Linked DNA regions of Mus musculus: region 2 is linked to region 1. A link is a contact called in public Hi-C data. All regions are on one chromosome and are shown on one strand. The core of a region is the stretch at or near the end of the contact, and the rest is flanking DNA. Distances in the headings are between cores, read along the strand shown.

Region 1 (7,256 bases), core at 2,077-4,576:
TATCTACAAACATTCTCATTTGCCACCGAGTAGAGCTAGCGCGCCCCGAAGTGAAAAGTTACATTTGAGCAAGATGCATTGCCATCTTTCAAAAACACAGCAACATTCTTCTTCTGCAGAGCCAATTTACATTTTCTGTTCTTGTCACATCCTCTTCCACTCACAGGCGGTTTGCAATGGATACGAACTTATGGTTTTTATTATTTGTCACAAATCACGGATAACTCACTTTTGAAATTGATCTTTGCTGCCTGGTAAAGTGCTACATCAGCCACTGCTGCTTCTGAGTCCCTGGCAGCAGGCACAGCAAACAGCACTGGCAACTTCAAAACGCGGGCAGGGAGTGGCTGACTTCTGAGTGAAATCCCCTTGTGGTCCCATTGGTCCAAACACTAATTGGGTATACTCTTGCTTAAGAGAGCAAATCCAGCCACTGCTCTTACAGGGAAGGGGAGCTCACTCTGTGTTTCTATAGTGCATAATAAGCTTTGCCCATTCCCTGAGAATATTTAGCCATGTGTGGTTTGCATTTGAAGCCTCTCAGCGTGGAATGCTTCCTCTCAATTCCAATTTCAGTTAAGTGGCGGTAGTTAGACAAGTCTTGGGGGGCGGGGCATCTTTGATTGACTGGTAAAGCCTGTCATACACCCAGGATGAAGGGAAAGGGCACAGTCACGTGGTGTGCCTTCTAGGGCATCATCTGCTCTACACTGCACCTTAAGGTTGTCTTGGCTGAGCCCATGTGCTTCAGGTGAAGCCTCTAGCGAGAACAGTGGGTCAGCAGCAGAGCCTGGATTTAGATGGGTCCTGACACTGCAGTCAGGTAGACCCTAGTTCAAATCCCACCCCTGCTACATCTCAGCAGTTTGGTATTAGATAAACTAATACTGAAGCTTGCTCCTTTGTGAAGTGGGGAAAACAGACATTTGCTGGCAGGATTGTTATAAAAGTAAACCATTCAATATTTTCCATATTGGGAAGGAGGTGGTCTGAAGAGCCTCTGTTGCCATCCTTTAAACTTTTGCATCAGCCTACATCTATCCACATGGTAATGACCTCGGTTCCGTGTGGACCCCACCCTGTGTGGTATATTAGAATACACAGTCCTTGGAAGGTAGCCTTTGAGAAGGACAGACATCTGGGTTTTAATCCCTTCTCTGCCACCCGCTAGCCATGCGAACAGAGTTGCTTCCCCTCTGTGGACCAATCTAGACAGATTCAACAGAGATCACTAAAGCATCAACCCATATGGCAAGTATGGGGATTCAGTAAGTCTACACCATAAAAATGCTTTGAACTGTACCTGGCCTGAGCAAGAACTCAAATGCCAGCTATACTTCCAATGCCCGTTAGCCGACAGGTGGACATTTGGGCAGTAGAACTTCACACCAAATCGTTGAGAGGTTTTAAAGCGATGACCTCAAAACCAGGCATATAATAGGTACAGACCAACTGAGAGATTCTATTGCCCCATCTCTTAACAGCAACTATAGCTTGGTCCTGAGCCCATCCTCCATGCTCTGACCTTGTGGGATGAACTTTCAGTGCAACAGGGCAGAGGCGTTAAGACTGTGCCTCCTCCCTTCTGGCTGCCTGAAAGGACATGTGTCCCCTGAGACCCCTCAGATGCCTGTGTTACCAGCTGATTGGTGGACTTGATTCTAGTGTTTTATTTGATTTTAGAATTGTTTAAAAAGGAGCACAGTATAATCATTTGCGAACACACTTAAATCACTCGGCAGGATGCAATAAAAACATCAAACTCAAAATTACAGCTCAAAAAGCAGGCTCTGATTTCTCCTCCTCCTGGGTGGGCAAGATGGAAGTGTGCACATGTTTTAGAAAGTAGGGGAAGGATTCACAAGGCATGGCTAAAAGCAGGAGAAGCTCAGGTTCTAGAACCTGGGTCTCCTCAATGCACAAGACCCCTTAGTGATAGGACAGAGTTTGAATGCCACATTCAAGGTCACACGAGGAAACCTAACTATAGACTAGTCAAAGACCCAAATGTGGTCCAGTCCTAAGCCTGCCACAGTACAGACCCATGGAGACCAGAGCACTGTATCCTCCCTGCTAACCCTCAGCTTTGCTGTCTAGAGAATGGGAAAGAGAAATGGCACGTGCCTCAAGGTAATAATAATAGGACTTCAGGGGTACGGAAGCCTCTTGAGTGTGAGCACCCCACTTCATTCATCTCTGTAGGCTCTGGGACCTGAAATATTTTGGGGGTGGACGACGCACTTGTCCAGTCAAGATGAACCACTGGCCTGAGGCTCCTGATGAGAAACTGCCTGGACTACACCCTAACCCCCACCTCCTGCATCCTTGAAGAGGCCATGTCACCTTGACTGAGCAACTCCTCCTTGGTGGGAGCTTTGCTGAGGAGCTGAGCACCCCTTTGACTGCATTCTCTAAGAGACATGACAGAGAGGGAATTTCCCCTTTGGCACCTAAGGCAATTTTTCCCCCTGGGGTATGAAGGCTTGCTGCTGGCTCTGAGCCAGGGTCACGCTGGTCTTGTCCTGATCTAGTTCTCCAGACAGAAAGAAGGAAGAAAACCCACTCTAAGCCAAATATTAAAGCAGGCAAGTAGACTGAGAGCAACCCGCCCACTCAGTACCCTGGGCCCTGGCTGGCCCTGCACCCTGATTTACAGACGGCTTTGAAGAAGCTGGATTTTATAAGTAAGGCTCTGAGGGACTGCCATGTTGGCTCAGCAACTCTCTCCTCTCAATCTCAGCCAGTGCATCTCATTGCTGATACAGTCTTGGCAACGTGGTCCAAAACCAAGCAGATAGGGCTGCAGATAGAAGACCCCAGAAGCCAAACAAAATAAGGGTGTGCTACAGTTTACAGTTTACCAATATGTGTTTGTGTATCTGTGTATGCTCATATGTGTGCAGTTATACACTCAAATGCGCCTGTCTGTCCATCTCCACAATCACATGAGAACACACTCAGTTGAGTTTTTTCGTTTGGTTGGTTTTTTTAAGACATGAATCCTAGGGATCAAACCGGCATCTTCATACGTGCAAAGCAAGCCTCAGATTGCATTTCTGAGTCGCTGATAGCAGAGCAAAGCCAGGTGGCCTGTCAGTTCCACTGCCTGTGTCCCATGAGGCCTCCCCTGAGTCAGGGACACAGGATGGTGATAAGGACACCCATGGAGACTATGATTTTGACTTCTTCAACATCCATTATGCATCAGGCACTCTTGGGGATGTTCCATCTTGTTATGCAACCAGGCAGAAAAACCTTAACATCCTGCCTTGAGAACTCCTCTTCAGGAGAGAGCTGCCTTTCCCCTAGGAAAACACCGTGGTGAGGTGAGACTCTGTGAGAGAGGATGTGGCCGCAGGCCAGGACTTTAGAGGAGGATGGCGGTGCCTAGGAATATCCTGATGCTGCTTCTGGAGAAAGTCGGAAGGCACCTGAGCTGCGATCAAGGAGGCAGCAGAAAAGGAGAGGAGACGGGACAAGATGAGGTGAGGTGAAGAGACAAGAGAGCCTGTCCCAGCTCACCCGCACATCTTCCCTGGGTCCCATGATCTTGTGCCAGTGGGCTTTCTGCAGAATTTAACCACCAGCTGCATTTTATACAAGTTCTTTATTATGGTTTGAGTGGGAACTGTCCCCATAGGCTCATGTGTGTTAAAGCTTGGTCTCCAAATGGCGGTGCTGTTTAGGGAAATTATGGACCCTCTGAGACCTTGCTGCTGGACAGAGGCCACTGGGGAGTGTAGCTTGAGGTATAGCTTGGCCCTTCTTCTGGCTTGATTCCTGCCTCCTGCTTAGCATCGTGCAATAATAAGCAGCTTCCTCTAGCTCCTGCCTCTATGAACCAAGCCACTCTACCAGGTCTTCCCTGTCGTCATAGGCTGTCAGCCTCTGAAAGTGTGAGCTAACATAACCCTTCCTCCCTTGTATTCTTTCTACCCAATTCTTTGCTCACAGCAAAGAATACCGTTGTGATGTCAAGCGGACTGGAGAGATATCATCTGAGGGTCACAACTGGGTTACACAGATATGCCCTTATCAAGGTTAATCTTTCGGCATTACTCTGAGGGGTTCAAGATCGGAGCTCATGCTTGCATGACACATCAGAAAGGCCAAGTCGCATGTTCAAGTTCCCCCAACTCAGTAGTTCAACAGTGCCTGAGTCAACTCCTGCTTAGTCTGAACCACAGAGTATACCTCGTAACAAGGCCAGGACTCCACAACATGAGGGGAAGAGATCAGAAGCCAGGCTAGAACAAGACTAAGGGCTTAGCCTTGCCATGGACTCTGGATGTGTTTTCCAGGACCTAGAGGGATACCATTCAAGAGAGCAACATGTCCACTCCCTGAAGCAGAAAGTTAAAAAGTTGATAGAAGGGTTGGGTAGGTGTTGGGTAGCCATCAGGTATGCCAGGTAGGCCTCCCTGTCTCACTCTCCTTTCCTCTCCTCCCAAGCCCAAAGTTCTTCCAGCATCCTCTCAATATCTCCTTCTAACTTGGAGCCTCAGACAGTGGGCTGCAGATACAACAGGGATAGGTCCCGAAAGATGGACCAGGGCCTAAGATACAAGCTTGAGCCACTAAGGACAGCTGGAACTCCAAAAGAGCACATCGGGCTGTAGTGCCACCTGCTGGTAAGTCTCAGACCTTAGGTCTGGGACTGTCTGAACCCTTTAGAGGTTGAAGTACACAGGGATGACACCAGACAGAGGAGGGGGCAGTCATTTCCTTTATATAAACTTCGTTATATAAAATGAAAAGCCTGTGGAAAGACCCTCAAGCAGTGTAGGGCGAGGGAAAGAGAATACAGACCTTCCTTTGATTTGCTCACAAATTTAAGCCAGTTATCACCAGCTCTGTGATACAGGGTTGTCAGGAAATGCAAGGTTCAAGGCTCAATCCTGGTGTTTCTCCTCTCTTCCTGACTGGCTCATCCACCGTCTGTTATAATCATGAACTCTACCATTCGTGATCCTAGCTCTCTAGCTCTCTCTCCTAGAACCTGACCTCAGGATCGAGCGAGTGACCTTCTAACTCACATGTGTGAATAGACGAGAGAGAGAGAGAGAGAGAGAGAGAGAGAGAGAGAGAGGGAGGGAGGGAGGGAGGGAGGGAGGGAGGGAGGGAGGGAGGGAGGGAGAGAGAGAGAGAGCTCCCAGGATCTACTTGTCACACTCCCCTGGTGCTGGAGTTACAGGTACACACAGCCACACTCAGCTTCCTATGTGAGCTTTGCACTCAAGTCCTTATGTTTGCAAAGCAAGCACTAAGCGATCTCCCTAACTCCTAGCCAGAAAGGCAGAGCTTCTCTGGCCCATAAACTCAAATGGTAAAGAGAACCAGAAAAAAAAAGAAAAGAAAAGAAAAGAAAAGAAAAGAAAAGAAAAGAAAAGAAAAGAAAAGAAAAGAAAAGAAAACAGAGTTAAAGCTGGAGATATGGCACGATTGGTAAAGTGCTTGCCCTGCATTATGAAGTCCAGGGTTCGATCCCCAGCACCACCTAAAACGGTGTGTGGTGGTACAAATCCTAGCACTTGGCAAGTGGAGGCAGAAGGATCCGATCCTCAACATCCTCCTTAGCCTCCGTGAGCCTGAGGCCAGCCTGGGATGCCTGAGACCTTGCTGAAAGAAAGGGACGTGGGTGGAGAGTAAGGACGGAGGAACGGATGGGGGACTGTATGTGATGTGAATGAGCATAGCCGTGACCAGGAAGCACCGAATCTATCAAGTCAGATGAGAAGACTTATATCTGGGCTTGAGGGGTGGGAGTGAAGACACCATAGAACACCCGAGGCCACCGCAGCCCATGACACAGTGGAGTTGAGAGCAGGGTTTAGGTCATTCTGCTGTGTCATTCTAGAGTTCCAACTGATGGTCTGAAAAGACTTTAGAGGTTATCTCGTCCGAAGGCACAGCCAATACCTGAATCTCTCTCCTCCAAGCCCAGCCAATGAGGATTCACTCCCAAGAGTATAAGGATAATGTCATTACAATTATACTGGTGGATTAGAAAGCTCTCTTTGTGTTGAGAACAATCCCTCTTTAGGATTAAATAAGGTAGTGCATTTAGCATGCCCGCCACAGTGCCTATAACATCAAGAAATGTTATCTTCATCTCTGCCTCCCTTATGACAACTACTCCTGTGTCTGTCTTTCCCTTGGGATGTCAGAAAACAAACCTAATTCTTCTTCCCTGAGACAGTCCTTCAGATAGCTGAAGACAGTGCTTCAGGGTCCCTTGAGGCTCCACTTGCCTCAGATAAACAAATACTCCAACCCACTTGCAGACACTCATTGGTAAGCGAGAGCCGTTGCTGTGTGCGCTATGGTTGCCCAGCTGCTGCTGTGTGTATGAGGCTTCAGCGATGCTTATGGAGCAAAGGACAAGGCAGCCACAGCAGAGCAGCCAGGCTCTGAATCAAAACCTCTGGGAGGGACAAACATGGAAGCAGCTGGCCTGGACCAAAGTTGAGCTATTGAAAGAGCTCTATCAGGCTACACCACCTGTCACCCATTTTGATGACTCATCTTTTTTCCCCCCTGAGACAGGGTTTCTCTGTGTAGCCCTAGCTGTCCTGGAACTAGCTCTGTAAACCAGGCAGGTCTCAGACTCACAGAGATCCACCTGCCTCTGCCTCTCTGCCTCTACCTCTGCCTCTGCCTCTGCCTCTGCCTCTGCCTCTGCCTCTGCCTCTGCCTCTGCCTCTGCCTCTGCCTCTGCCTCTGCCTCTGCCTCTGCCTCTGCCTCTGCCTCTGCCTCTGCCTCTGCCTCTGCCTCTGCCTCTCTGCCTCTGTCTCCCTGCCTCTGTCTCCCTGCCTCTGTCTCTCTGCCTCTGTCTCTCTGCCTCTGCCTCCCAAATGCTGGGAGGAAAGGTGTGCGCCACCACCACCAGGCATTGATGACATATCTTAGTAGAAGAAAACTAAGTCAAGGGGCTGGGAACGTAGCTTGGGCAGTTAAGTGCTTGCCAGGCAAGCATGAAGATCTGAGTTCAATCCTCAGAACCTACATTTAAAAAAAAAATGCCAGGCTCTGTGGTAGGCTCCTGTAATCCCACTTCCAGTAGATAAAGACAAGACAAGCAAGCCTTAGAGTTTGCTCACTAGCAAGTTTAGGAGAATAATCAAGTCACAGGTCGCAGTGTGAGATCTTATCTCAAAAAACAAGTCAGGTGGTTCCTCAGGAAACCATCTGGTTTCTGCAGGCACTTGTACATATGCAAGTGCACACCCATACATGTAGCCACACACATGAATAT
Region 2 (6,596 bases), core at 3,583-6,082, 100 kb before region 1:
ACATGGCCTGGCCGGCCGGATCCAATACCTTTGTTGAGTCACTTTAACTCCTAGATAAAGTGAGGTTCTTTATGCATCCTGGTACTTGCCCTACTAAGCTTGCCACAGCTGGAATGACCTGGAGCCTCCCTGAACCTCTGTAAAGCAAAGATGATGCTAGTGTCTGCCACACAGGACCAACGTGAGGGTCATGCTGTGGGAGTCTATGATTCAAGGAAAGTCTCCAGGTAGGTGACAGTAAAAAAAAAAATGAACCCTAAATCTGAGTGGTTCCTATCACTCTTGCCAGGCAAAAGGCTCTGAAGGCAGGAAGGCGGCTCACTAAGCAGTTCTCATGTGCTGAGATAGTTATACATCCTAGATATGAACTCAGAGCTGCATCAGCCCTGACTCCAGAACCATTATGCTAGAGATGAGAACACTACAATAACCTCCAAAGGTCATATGGGAGTCACTGGTGTGCATAAAATCAACAGTGATGTCACTGCTTTGATTAAAGAAAGAGCATCTTATTCATCAATAAACCCTGGACCAAGTTACAGCCACTAGCAAGGAAGCTTTAACTCCTGGGCATATTCCACAAAGATAAAGAACAGCCTTTCCTAGGGGGTTTGGGCATTTACCCAGAAGCATGCGATCCAATATCCGATCCTGTCCATTCTGGAATATTCTGTGATTCTCCGTCAGTTCTCTGAACAGCGGGAAAGGCAGCGTGCCAAAGAAACACACACCTGTGCTGGGCAGGTGGTGGGAGGGCTCTGTTGTCATGAAAGGAAATAAAATTCATTTTTCTTCAATTGCCGTCACTTCTCAGTAATTACCTGGATGCTAATGCCTTCTATGAAGGTTCCTCTAAGCCATCATTGAACTTTAATAAGGTGTGTGTGTGTGTGTGTGTGTGTGTGTGTGTGTGTGTGTGTGTGTAGTTACAGCCAAACAAGATGGCTATCTGGAGCTGAGATGTCAGGGGAGTTGGGTGCTCACTGTCAACGCCCTCAACATGAGGAAGAAGTTCATTAATAGTTGAGAGCTGTCACTGCTTTCTCAAAATTAATGAGTATCTAAACGTATTAAAGCAATTACCTTAAAATAATTAGCAAGCACTTGATTCATTGTTGGGAACCTCTCAGATTATCTGGAAATGCAAAAGGACCCAAGGAAATGTGATGCGGTGAGCCGGGCTAGCATCCTTTCCTTCAACAATGGTGCTTTCAGAAGCAGGTGGGAAGATGGAGAGAAGCTCCCAAGAAAGGGGAGGGAGAAGACACAGCAGAGTGAAATATGTGCCAACTTTCATCCTCGCTATTAATCAAATCGATAATTAATTAAAGCAACAATAAGACCCCATATTTTACCTAGAAAATTGGCAAAGGGCTTTTTTGTTTTGTTTTTGCTGAGCTGGGGGAGAAAGACACCGATACAATGGATATATGGAAGTTCCTGCTCCTCATAGCTAATATATACTAAGCACCTACTGTATAGGTGGCACAGCAGGGTGACGTCAGTGCACATATAACTCGTCCACATTCAAGGACGACTGCAAGCCGCCACCACCTCAATTATGGCTTACCTCCAGAACGGAGTAGTTTGTAACAGCTGGGTGAAGGTTGTGTTTTTTTAGCAACTGAATAATGGCATAGGGAAATGGTCACATTCTGATGCTAATTGGAAAAGGTAGGATAGTAGCTTGTCAAAGACCAGTCCTCCTTGAGATCCACAAGGGGTGGGCTCTGAGACACCCCCATCCCTCCCACCCCTTCTGAAGATATCAACGCCTGCAGGGGCTCAAGAGCCTTGCATAGAATTCTGAAATGATAACATATTTGCAGAGAATCCAAGCATCTTCTCCCATATGTTTTAAATAGTCTCTAGAGTCTCTGTAACACCCTCATGAATGTACATGTTATGTAAATAGGTGTTCTGCTATACTGTTTAAGGAACAACAACAATAAAAAACTGCATGTGTTCAGTACAGGTGAAATTGTTTTCTAATATTTTTTGATCTGCAGTTGGTTAAATTCGTGGATATGGAACCCACAGATGTGGGGGGCTGGCTCCGTGTGGTTCTGTATATGCTCGGAAAAAAATATATATATAGTTAGAGAAGTACTAAAGCATTCCGATTATTGCTCTGTGCTGGGAATATAGCGAGCTTTTATTTTCTCCTGTTGTTTCTGTATTTTTCTGTTTCTCTGCAAAACAAAATAGCAATCTAAAACTGAGATGTCAGGGAAACGCTTTCAACTTTTTATTTTATTACTTATTATTATTTTTATAATAAAATGCTGTTAGCTAATATTGCCTGAGAGCTGAGAGGGACATTCATCTGAATGCTTTTAAGCTTAGCCATTTAATCCCCACAATAAAGCAATAAAGGAGGTACCGGTGGGTCATGCAGTATATAAGTGAGAAACGTGAACCATGGAGAGCGTTGGTAAGAGGCATAGAATGTCGGGGTGGGACTGGAGTTTGAGCCCGTGCAGATGAACCTCTGACCCTAGGACCTTAATCACCATGCATACAGTCCACTCCAATATTATGGGGTGCATGGCACAGACCAAACAAAGTCTACAAAAGCCAAATGACCTTGACTTGAGCCCTAATTTTGCTGCTTCCTGTGTGACTTTGAGCACTTGCTTTCTCCTCACTGAGCCTCAACTGTCTATGAAATGGGTTTAATAATCACTGCCCTGGCTAATATGGGGAGTGTATGACGTGTGTCTGTGGTTCTTTGAACACTATGATGAACATAAACTTAATGTCTAATCAATTCCCTGAAAGCATGAGGGCCTAGGAAATGATACAGCAAATGTAAGGTGCCTTGTTAACTGTGCGCGCACTGCTTCACAGATCAGCTCTTCTTGCCTTTCTGGTCCTAAGTGGAAAAAGCCTTGTTCTACTCCCATCGGTCCCTCTCCAGGCTTTTCTTCCTCTCTGTTCAGTAGGCATCATAGCTTCTTGACTTCCAAAGTTGCCCCTGAATGGGCTCCCTGGGATTCTAAGCAGACACCACACGCCTTGCAGTCTATGAGAAAGTCAGTACCCAACGGGGCTGCTGCAACCTGGAGAGGGAAACCCGCAAGTCTGAGCTGGATTCAGGTCCAGGGGCTCACAAACGTGAGCACTTAAGAGGGGTGGTGAGAAGTTGGGGGTTCGGCTCAGGTAGTAGGGTGCTTGTTCTGATGCACAAAGCTTTAGGTTCATCCCGGGCACCCACACACCCATCATCTTAGCATTCGGAAGACAGAAGCAAGAGAATCAGAAGCTGAAGGTCATCCTGGCTTAGAGCGAGTTTGACACCAGCCTGGGATGCTGGAAACCCAGTCTCAAATAAACATGCAGGAGCCATGACGAATATGCGCACTGTGCTCAATAAATCTTAGCCCCCTTCCTTCCTCTGCCTGCCAGCTAAGTTGGCACTGGCCCCAAATTTCACAGTAGTGTGAGGTCATTTTTGCTCATTAGAAAAATCATTAGCAGATCCTCCCTCAATTAAAACCTACGGTAGAAACATCAGGAAAGATTGCCTTGCCTCCTCTGTGCTGCTACCGCGGCTGTTTCCCTGGGACAAACCTGCTGTGTCTCATTAACTGGGAAAAACTGACAGGGAGTTGAAACTTGCAGAGAAAGTTGCCTGAAGATGCTTGAAGCTCTGACCCAAGTAGGTGTATGTGTGCGTGTTAGTGAACTTGTAGCTGCCACTACGTGACACAAACACTCGTCCTCCTGCCTTTCCAGACTTTAAGCAAGGATGAACTTGCATGAGAACAGTGAGATGTGTTTCTGTCTTCAGTAAATTGAAATGTGCAGTTACTAAACCACCTCCAATGTTGCTTCTGCTTGCTTCCCTCTCCTCTTGCTTTTAATCTCTCTCTCTCTCTCTCTCTCTCTCTCTCTCTCTCTCTCTCTCTCTCTTTCTCTCTCTCTCTCTCTCTCTGTATCTCTCTCTTTCTCATAATTGACTTTTTTTTCTATATATTCTAAAGCATTTGAGTTTTCTCAATTTTTCTGCAACAATCAAAGAAACCTTCCTCCCACCCACTGCTTCCCTTCAATGGGTTCTGGTTAACGTAGCCTCTCCTAGATTGAGATATTATCCATCCTTGTTTCAAATGTAGAACCGAAACAATCAAGTGCGTTTTCAGAATGGGGAAAGCAGTTCTTCCAAAGGTGTCAAGAAGCAAAACAAAGCAGATGCAACCGAAAGCAGAGTGGCCCGGTTGGGTTGTGGCCTCAGTTGACATCAGCCTGGGAGGCTGCCCCAGGTTGAGTTCATGGGAGATGGTCCCCCTCTGTCAACAGGGACTGAACTCATAAAAGCTCCCAAGAAGGCAGCTTCAGTTCTGTTTCTCATGGAGGAGTCTAAGTCCTTCTAGATGCTTCCTCCTTCCCTCCTTCCTGTGTAGACCTTCTGATTCAACTCTTTGGAGTTGAATCAGAAGTCACGGTACAGGAGATCATGACATGGGTGTGCAAATGAATGAAAGGTATTAGGTAAAGGTTATGCTTTCAAAGTACCAAACCCAGAATTTAGCCAAAGATTTTCTTACTCATTCATTCATTCATTCATTCATTCATTCATTCATTCTAGCCCTGCAGATGGTACATCTCCCTCTTTCCTCCCCCAAGTAATTTCCAGGGATTTGTCACTGGCCCCGAGGTGGAGGGCTGAAGTTGAGCTCCCTGTACCCATTTCTGTCGTGAAATGCAGCACTTGCCCGCGGCTATTGAAGAATGTTTTTGAGACTAAATTAGAATCTGCTCAAGTGACTGAGACCGAGAATGCTGAGAGGACGCTTTGCTTCAACAGTGCGGTTCGTTTTGAAAGCTTCCGCCTCCGCTTGCTGTGGGTGTCTACCAGCTCTGCCTCTGAGCTGGCAGTGGCAGTTGGGCAAAGGGCTCTGTGGGACATGGCTTCAACCTTACTGGGGCCCGATCCCTGGAAATCAATTCTTTCAACAGAAAATCAAGAGAGAAGATTGTTGAAATGGCTCAGTCAACGGCCCACAACACAAACAGGAGGATCTGAGTTCAATACCCAGCACCAACGTAAAAAAAAATGTAACCTTAGTGTGATGGGGGCACAGACAAGTGGGTCCCCGGAGCTCAGTAGCTAAGCAGGCTTGCCAATCTGTAAGTGCTGGCTTCAGTGAGAAACCCTGTCTCAAAGATAAAGTAGAGGGTAATAGAAGAAGACATCATCATCACCACCACCACCATCATCATCATCAATTTTAAAAAGGAACCCAAGGACAAAATCTCCTATTGGTGTGTGAATTGCAGAAGCTTGATGTGTTTAACATATCTAACCTACTGGACATGCAAACTTAACACAGCCTACATTAATGATAAGCAGAACACTTCCAATAGCCTGCAATTTCTCAAATCACCTAGCACAAAGCCTACACTACAGTAAAGCACTGGATAGTTCATTCAATGCATTGAACACAGGCAATACAGGTAACTGTAGCATGTTGTTAACCTTCATGGTCATACACGAGCGAGACCTCAGACTTGGCTGCCACCACCAGCTTCATCAGATAGCGCTGCATTGTATACTATTAGCCTAGAAAAAAGTGAGAACTCAGGATTTGAAGTGCATCTCTCCCTAGCTGCTTATCACCATTGCAAAGTCAGGGGCCATCTAGATTTCAATACTTGTGGGAAGGGAATGGCCAGCATGTAAGAGCCACTGCTCTGGGCCTGTCATTCAACTGCCATGCCATCAACTCCTCCCAACGGTGTCATGAGTTAAGGATTAGCCTCCATTTTTATAAATGGAGAAATTGAGATTGGAGGGATGTAAGTAGAGATCACTAAATCCAAGAAGTGTACTACATCTGTGCTAGCTGGCTGAAGAAGCAGTTGGCAGAGATTGGTCCCAGGGATTAGTAACTACTGCTTTCTAGGGATGAGGAAGAAGAGAAAAGTGGCGTAGTCAGTGTGGGGTCATGAGATGCTGCAGGGAAGGCGCTGAGAAGATGATACAGGCAGGAAGGTGGTTGCTCAGAATACAGACAGGGACCCAGAGGAGGAGAGGTAGAGGGTAACTGGTTCTGCTGTAGCGCTGGAGGGAACAAAAGAGCTAAAGAGGCTAGGAATGCAGACTGGAGCTACAAAAAATGGTGGATGATGGTCCTTTTTCCAGTATCCTTCAAGGCCAGCCCAACATTCCAGTCTCCTGCAAGACATAGCTTCACAATGTGGCTTGCGAAGTTCTTGGGAGAGAAACTGGAAAGGTGGACTTGGAGCTGAGGCAGTGCATGTAAGTGGAAAGCCCGGATAGCCCATAAGAAGGTAGTCTGTGTACATAGAATGAATCCATTTCTCTTTTATGTCTCACAAGACACCATTAATTATTCTCTCTTCCCATCGCCAACCCCTGTGAGCTTCTTGATTTATACATGAAAAGGGATGAGAAAACACCTATGCCCTGGAGTTCAGAAAGCACCCCACCCACTGTCTCAGAACCATGAACAGTGAAACTGTAGCCCCATGAACTCACGCTTACTAGCTGTAAAAGGTGGAATTCACATCTCCCTTGTAGTTGTCCTGGTTAACAACAGAGAAGAAGCAATCATGGAGGGTCTTCTGTG

What was found. A called contact is a pair of places that touch in the nucleus more often than the background predicts.
Region 2: a contact with region 1 is called in a Hi-C map of cerebral cortex, with 4 times the contacts expected there. The contact joins two enhancer-like sites. A contact is called at or near these places in 6 of 484 Hi-C or Micro-C datasets (cerebral cortex, frontal cortex, morula and 3 more).

The regions. Positions count from the first base shown.
Region 1 is chr11:80,904,016-80,911,271 of GRCm38.p6, reverse strand. All of the region lies in intron 3 of Asic2 (acid-sensing (proton-gated) ion channel 2), which reads left to right. It overlaps Gm51909 (a long non-coding RNA gene), which reads right to left. Exons shown (of 3, transcript XR_003949743.1): 1 at 1-7,256. Among named protein-coding and RNA genes, the nearest start is that of Gm51909, 9.8 kb to the right of the region's middle. Within about 2 kb of position 3,326, at least 3 of the 459 cell types and tissues checked have an H3K27ac peak or open chromatin away from gene starts, as enhancers often do. A contact at or near this core is called in cerebral cortex, where this site is marked.
Region 2 is chr11:81,007,802-81,014,397 of GRCm38.p6, reverse strand. The region is part of intron 1 of Asic2 (acid-sensing (proton-gated) ion channel 2); the gene reads left to right. Among named protein-coding and RNA genes, the nearest start is that of Gm51909, 110 kb to the right of the region's middle. Within about 2 kb of position 4,832, at least 4 of the 459 cell types and tissues checked have an H3K27ac peak or open chromatin away from gene starts, as enhancers often do. A contact at or near this core is called in cerebral cortex, where this site is marked.